2 separate regions of the Bos taurus genome follow, and region 1 is linked to region 2. The links are chromatin contacts, called in public Hi-C maps. All regions are on one chromosome and are shown on one strand. The core of a region is the stretch at or near the end of the contact, and the rest is flanking DNA. Distances in the headings are between cores, read along the strand shown. Region 1 holds the start of LOC101907965 (26S proteasome complex subunit SEM1). Region 2 overlaps ITPR1 (inositol 1,4,5-trisphosphate receptor type 1).

Evidence for each region. A called contact is a pair of places that touch in the nucleus more often than the background predicts.
Region 1: a Hi-C map of liver shows a contact between it and region 2, with 4 times the contacts expected there. The contact joins the promoter of LOC101907965 here to the enhancer-like site in region 2. A contact is called at or near these places in 4 of 11 Hi-C or Micro-C datasets (liver, skeletal muscle, skin fibroblasts and 1 more).

The regions. Positions count from the first base shown.
Region 1 is chr22:22,003,783-22,006,482 of ARS-UCD2.0, forward strand. LOC101907965 (26S proteasome complex subunit SEM1) reads right to left here and starts at 1,264. Exons shown (of 1, transcript XM_010817627.4): 1 at 791-1,264. The coding sequence starts at 1,166. The coding sequence ends at 954.
Region 2 is chr22:21,738,430-21,741,129 of ARS-UCD2.0, forward strand. All of the region lies in intron 5 of ITPR1 (inositol 1,4,5-trisphosphate receptor type 1), which reads right to left. Among named protein-coding and RNA genes, the nearest start is that of MIR2285AM, 67 kb to the right of the region's middle. Within about 2 kb of position 1,337, at least 8 of the 102 cell types and tissues checked have an H3K27ac peak or open chromatin away from gene starts, as enhancers often do. A contact at or near this core is called in liver, where this site is marked.

The DNA.
Region 1 (2,700 bases), core at 14-2,513, 270 kb after region 2:
GGAGAAAAAAAGGCAAAGATCGAGGAAGGAAATGGCTTAGTAGTTAAAAATGACAGTAGTTAGGAATGACCCTGGAGCCAGACTGTCTCAGTTTAAATTGTTCCCCTACTGGTTGCTTGATATGAGTTCCTTAACCAGTTTTTCAGATTTTGAAAATTAAATGGAAATACTTTTAGAAAAGGTAGAATTAAGGCAGGAGTGTTAAAACCATCAGTGTAGGGTGCTGTGCTGTGCTTAGGCACGTCGGACTCTGCAACCCCATAGACTGTAGCCTGCCAGGCTCCTCTCTGCATGGGGATTCTCCAGGCAAGAATATTGAACTGGGTTGCCTTGCCCTCTTCCAGGGGATCTTTCCAACCTAGAGATCAAACCCAGGTCTCCCACATTGCAGGTGGATTCTTTACCAGCTGAGCTACCAGGAAAGCCCCAGTATAGGGTGATCTGCTTGCAAATCTTTACTGGCTTTACATCATTTTCAATACAGCAATGAGACTTCCAAGGTTAGGACTACATGTTTTTCTTAACATCCTTTTCTTTCCTAAAGTGTGTTGCTTGTTTTTACAAAGTGATTATCTTACCATAAAGAAGCGAATTTTTAGGGGTAAGGTAGGAGAAGGCTGAGTATGGGAAACATTCTTCTGCTGGAAATAATGAAGATCAAAGGGTGCATTATCAGCTCATTCATACCAAGCTCAAATTTATGAAAAAATTACAGCTGATAAGACGACTGAGATCATGTGTGAAGAGCAAAAGGAAAAGGGTCCTGCACCGTGCTTTCTTTTTATTTTTTATTTTTTTTTAGATCAAAACATTTATTTTTTTGCATTACAAAAACAAAGATAAATCAAAGCAGGTAATGAAATAAACATTTGTAGGTATCCCAGCCTGGGTTCTCTGTTCTAGAATTTAGTAAACAGTTCAGGTGTAGGTTGCTTCAACACTTCTTCTGGATGCTATGAAGTCTCCATCTTATACCCATGTTTCTCTAGTTCAGCTCTTAACTGATTGGAGAAGTCATCCTCTACGTTGTCATCATCCCAATTATCCTCCCAGACATGTGCATCTTCATCTTCATCTAAACCAGCCCAGTCTTCCGCAGGGAACTCCTCGAACTCGTCGTCCTCCTCCAGGAGACCCAAGTCTACCGGCTGTTTTTTCTCTGACATCGTGACCCCAGGAGCCCTAAAGCTCTCAGGCCAGTAAGAAAGTTCGAGCCCTCGTTCTTCCTCACCGCAGCCACCTCCGCCGTTGCCGCCTCTATGCTTGCACCGTGCTTGTTAAATAGCGCTCTGAAAAAGCATATGGGAGGACTTCCTTGATAAGAGTCAATTCCCTGGTCTTTGTGACAAGTTTCTTACTCTCTACCCCTAACTCTGCCAAGGGACTGAAAACTGGGTATTGTTTCTTAAGACGTGGTTTCAGGACAGCTTCAAACTTAGAATTTTCTTCTGTTCCAGAACATTTGTAAATACTCAGTTTGGTGGGGAGGAAAAAAAAAAAAAACCTCATTAATGTGGAAACCACATTCACATTTGTAGTTTTGTATTTATTAACAAACTCTTGCTCCAGGATATATTAGGCAAGCCAAGGGGTGAATCATGTTGATACTGCTTCTGGGCTGTTAGCGTTGGTCTCTTTTGGAGCCAGCCCTGGTACCTCCATCCATGGCAACTTGAACTGGTTTTATATGTAATGTTCCCCCTCTAGTGGCCACATTGGTTTTGGGTTTTGCTGTTTTTGTACAAATGATCCCTAAAGTTGGAGAACCTTTCATTGAGGGGTACTGTGGATTTGGGGAGGCAAGTGGGAAAAGATAAAGAAGAATGTGCAAATATTTATTCCATAGGAAAAATTTATCGGAAATATTTGTCCTCTCCAGTCTCGTGCTTTTTAAAGAGCTCGTGGAGACGAGAACCTTTGGAAGGGAGGAGGGGTTTTAGAATGATCTCTCATCTTATTACTCTGATTAGTTTCCGAATTTCTACTGCCTTTATTAGTAAGTATCTTATTAATAAGTCCATCAAGTTCCATTAGAAAAACCTTTTTTTTAAAAAAATTATAACAGCAATAAAATGCATCGGGTAAAACTAGAGACTCTGAAAAACATGCAAAGTGTCCTTCATTCTGTGAATTCTGGTCTTCTCTCAAATCTGTGCTAGGAGGTAACTATTATGAACAGTAAGTGTATCTTTCCAGACTTTTTGTATGCATTTACAAACACATATTATACATATGTCTGTTGGTAGACATTGAGTACAGATGATCATCAATATGTATTAGGTTGGCCAAAAAGTTTAGTCAGGTTTTTGAAAATACCCAACCAAACTTTTTGGCCAACCTGGTACATAGAGGCACACAGAAATCATACAAAATGTATTCAACTTATATTTGGTTTTTATGAAACAAAATGGAGTCATATTATAATGCTATTCATTTTACATGTTTTGCATGCCCCATGAAAGTACTATATAGGTCTAGCTCTTTTTAAATAGCTGACTTTATTTAAGCATTCCTTATTGATGAATATTTGGATTATTTTCAGTTTCTATTGTTAAAAAATGTTCCAATAAAACTATTTGTGCCTACTTATATCTCTGCCAGTTTGTGCAGATAGATTCTGTAGGATAATTTCCTAGGAGTCTTAACTCCTGTATCAGAGCTTATGGTTATTTTAAATTCTGATGGATATTGACAGCCCTC
Region 2 (2,700 bases), core at 87-2,586:
TTTCTGCACTCCATAGGGATTGCCTATCTAAAATTACAGTACTGCTATACCATGGGGTTATCAAGTAGCCATGAAAAATACAGAACTACTTGTTTATTCATGACATAGTAAGTGGGGAAATAAGCAGGTAAAGAAAGACAAGTGAGACGGCATGCCCCTATTAATACTTTAACATACAGAGATACAGGAATAATAGGGGGTTGGAAACTGGGACACACACCAAATATAAAACCAAGATTATCTTTGAGGTAATTTAGATTTAGAGAGCATACCATTTTTTTTCCCTTTTCTTACTCATGTGTTTTTGAAATTCACTTCTTACAATACTCACATGTCATTTTTTCAGAAGCATCTTCATCCTATCTCCATGGCAAGAAGCCTGGGTTTTTAAAAAGCTTTATGAGCAAAACAGAAATAGAGACACAGACGTAGAGAACAAACATATGGATGCTAAGGGTGGGGAGGCAGAGTGGGATGAATTGGGAGAGTGGGCCTGACATATATAGACTACTGAGTATAAAATAGATAACTAATGAGGACCTGCTGTACAGCACGGGGATCTCTACTCAGTGCTCTGTGGTGACCTAAATGGGAAGGAAATCCAAAAAAGAGGGGATATATGAAAACCTATAGCTGCTTCACCTTGCTGTACAGTAGCAACTATCACAACATTGTAAAGCAACTACACTCCAGTAAAAATTAATTTAACAATAAAAGTAAACAAACAGCCACCTTAAATGTGCTACCTTTTCAATATTTAAGAATCCCAATAAATCAAGTACCTGTTGCTCTTTTCCTTGCACAATGACTTGAGGACAGTTCCGAATTTCTAAAGAAGAAATGGCACTCCATGCTATGCTCTCTACCACCACTGTCACCATGGGCATTACTGTGTTTCCCTAAGCAACATCAAGGCCAATCCCATCACAGTCACCTGCTATTTTATTTCAGAAATAGAGAAACCATTATTACATTACCACAGAGAGGTCACTGGAGCAGTGGGGAAAAGTTATTTAAGGTCAAAAAACTCTGAATTACATAACATGATATTGAATTAAGGCCTCTGAAAATAAGCAACGCAGGACCCAGGCTTCAGAAGACAATAAAGACTCATCACTCCTCTGGTTCTTCCCAGCTTAAAGTAACAGATCATTTCTCAGAACCAAAACAATGTAGGTGCTATTTCAAGGTAACAGACAGAAACGCTGTCAGGAAATGCAGTCAATGCCCGAAGAACAAATTACATGATTGGCTAAGGGTAGGGGAACCTCATTCTGCCAACATCTTGGGAAATTATGACCAGCGGGGTTAGCATCCAGTTCTCTCTGAAAGAACAGACACGTACAGCGACCAGCCACTAGATGTCACTGTCCTTCAGAGAGCTGGCGGCATGTTGCACAGCCTAGGCAAAAGGAAGTCAAAGTGGTCTAGACAACTAATTCCTTAAATGGCATTAATTTAAAATAATCTGACCTTTGATTGGGGTGCTCCACAGTAGTTGACAAAAATAAAAATGAAAACCCCCTGGAGACCAGTCATCCACCCCCAAAGGCAAGCGGCTTCCCAAAATACAGCATTTTAATGACGACACTAGAGCATGTGAATGACTTTCAGACACGAGGGGGAAAAAAGATGTCCAACTAAGCAAGGAAAGTAGGAACTGCACAGAGTAACTAAGACCCAAAAGTCATGTCAGTAATCCTAAATCAGGGGACAGCGCTGGTTTCCTTTTAAAATCTATTTAAAGCAAGAACAGCATGAAAGAGAACATTTGTTGTTTGTTTTAGTAAGGAGTTCAAAGTTCTCGGTCACCTTTAGGATTGCAGTTTTCAACTGTGTGGCTTTTTTCAGCGTTCATTTGTGGGAAGGAGCATGAAAAGGAACTGCTGATGAAATGACATGTGTATCACAGGCTGCGAATGGGTGACCAAGAACCTTACCCTGCCTGAGCCATTCTGGTGTTGGTGTTGAGTGTGTGTTTTAAACTTTAATGGCGTTAGCTGCCAATAGTTTTAAAAAATTGAAAGATAACACAGCAAAGCATGGGTCCTTAGTTTCTCTTGATATGTGATGGCAGCTCTAGGCCCACCCTCCCATGCAGCAGCAGCTGGAAGGTGGAGGTGTCCCCAGACCTGCACACAGGCATGAGCCACTGAGCAAGCTGGCCCACCAAGACCCCTTTGTTCCAACTGGTTTCCTGCTTGGCCACGAGGAACCTCAATTTACAACCCTTGCTGTAAATAGTGTAGGAGAAGAAACAGTTTGAGATGTACTAAGAAGATCTCAGGCTTCCCTGATGGCTCAGTGGTAAAGACTCTGCCTGCCAACGAAGGAGACGCAGGTTCTATCCCTGGGTTGGGAAGATACCCTGGAGAAGGAAATGGGTATCCAATTCCATGGAGAGAGGAGCCTGGCATGCTGCAGTCCATGGGGTCACAAAGAGTCGGATGCAACTTAGCAACTAAACAACAGCAAGAACTCACTGAACATAATCATTATTATTAGAGAAAAGGGGAGCCAGGACCGTTAAACACATGCATTGCCTCCACCACGATAAACCCACAGGCGTGCGTGCTAAATAGCTCTCCTGAGAGATGTACAGAATTGAGCAACCCTTTCTACCCATTCAACACGATTCCCAGGCTTCCAGCACAGACTACGGGGGCACCCTTGATCATCACAAAGATGAGAGGAGGAGGG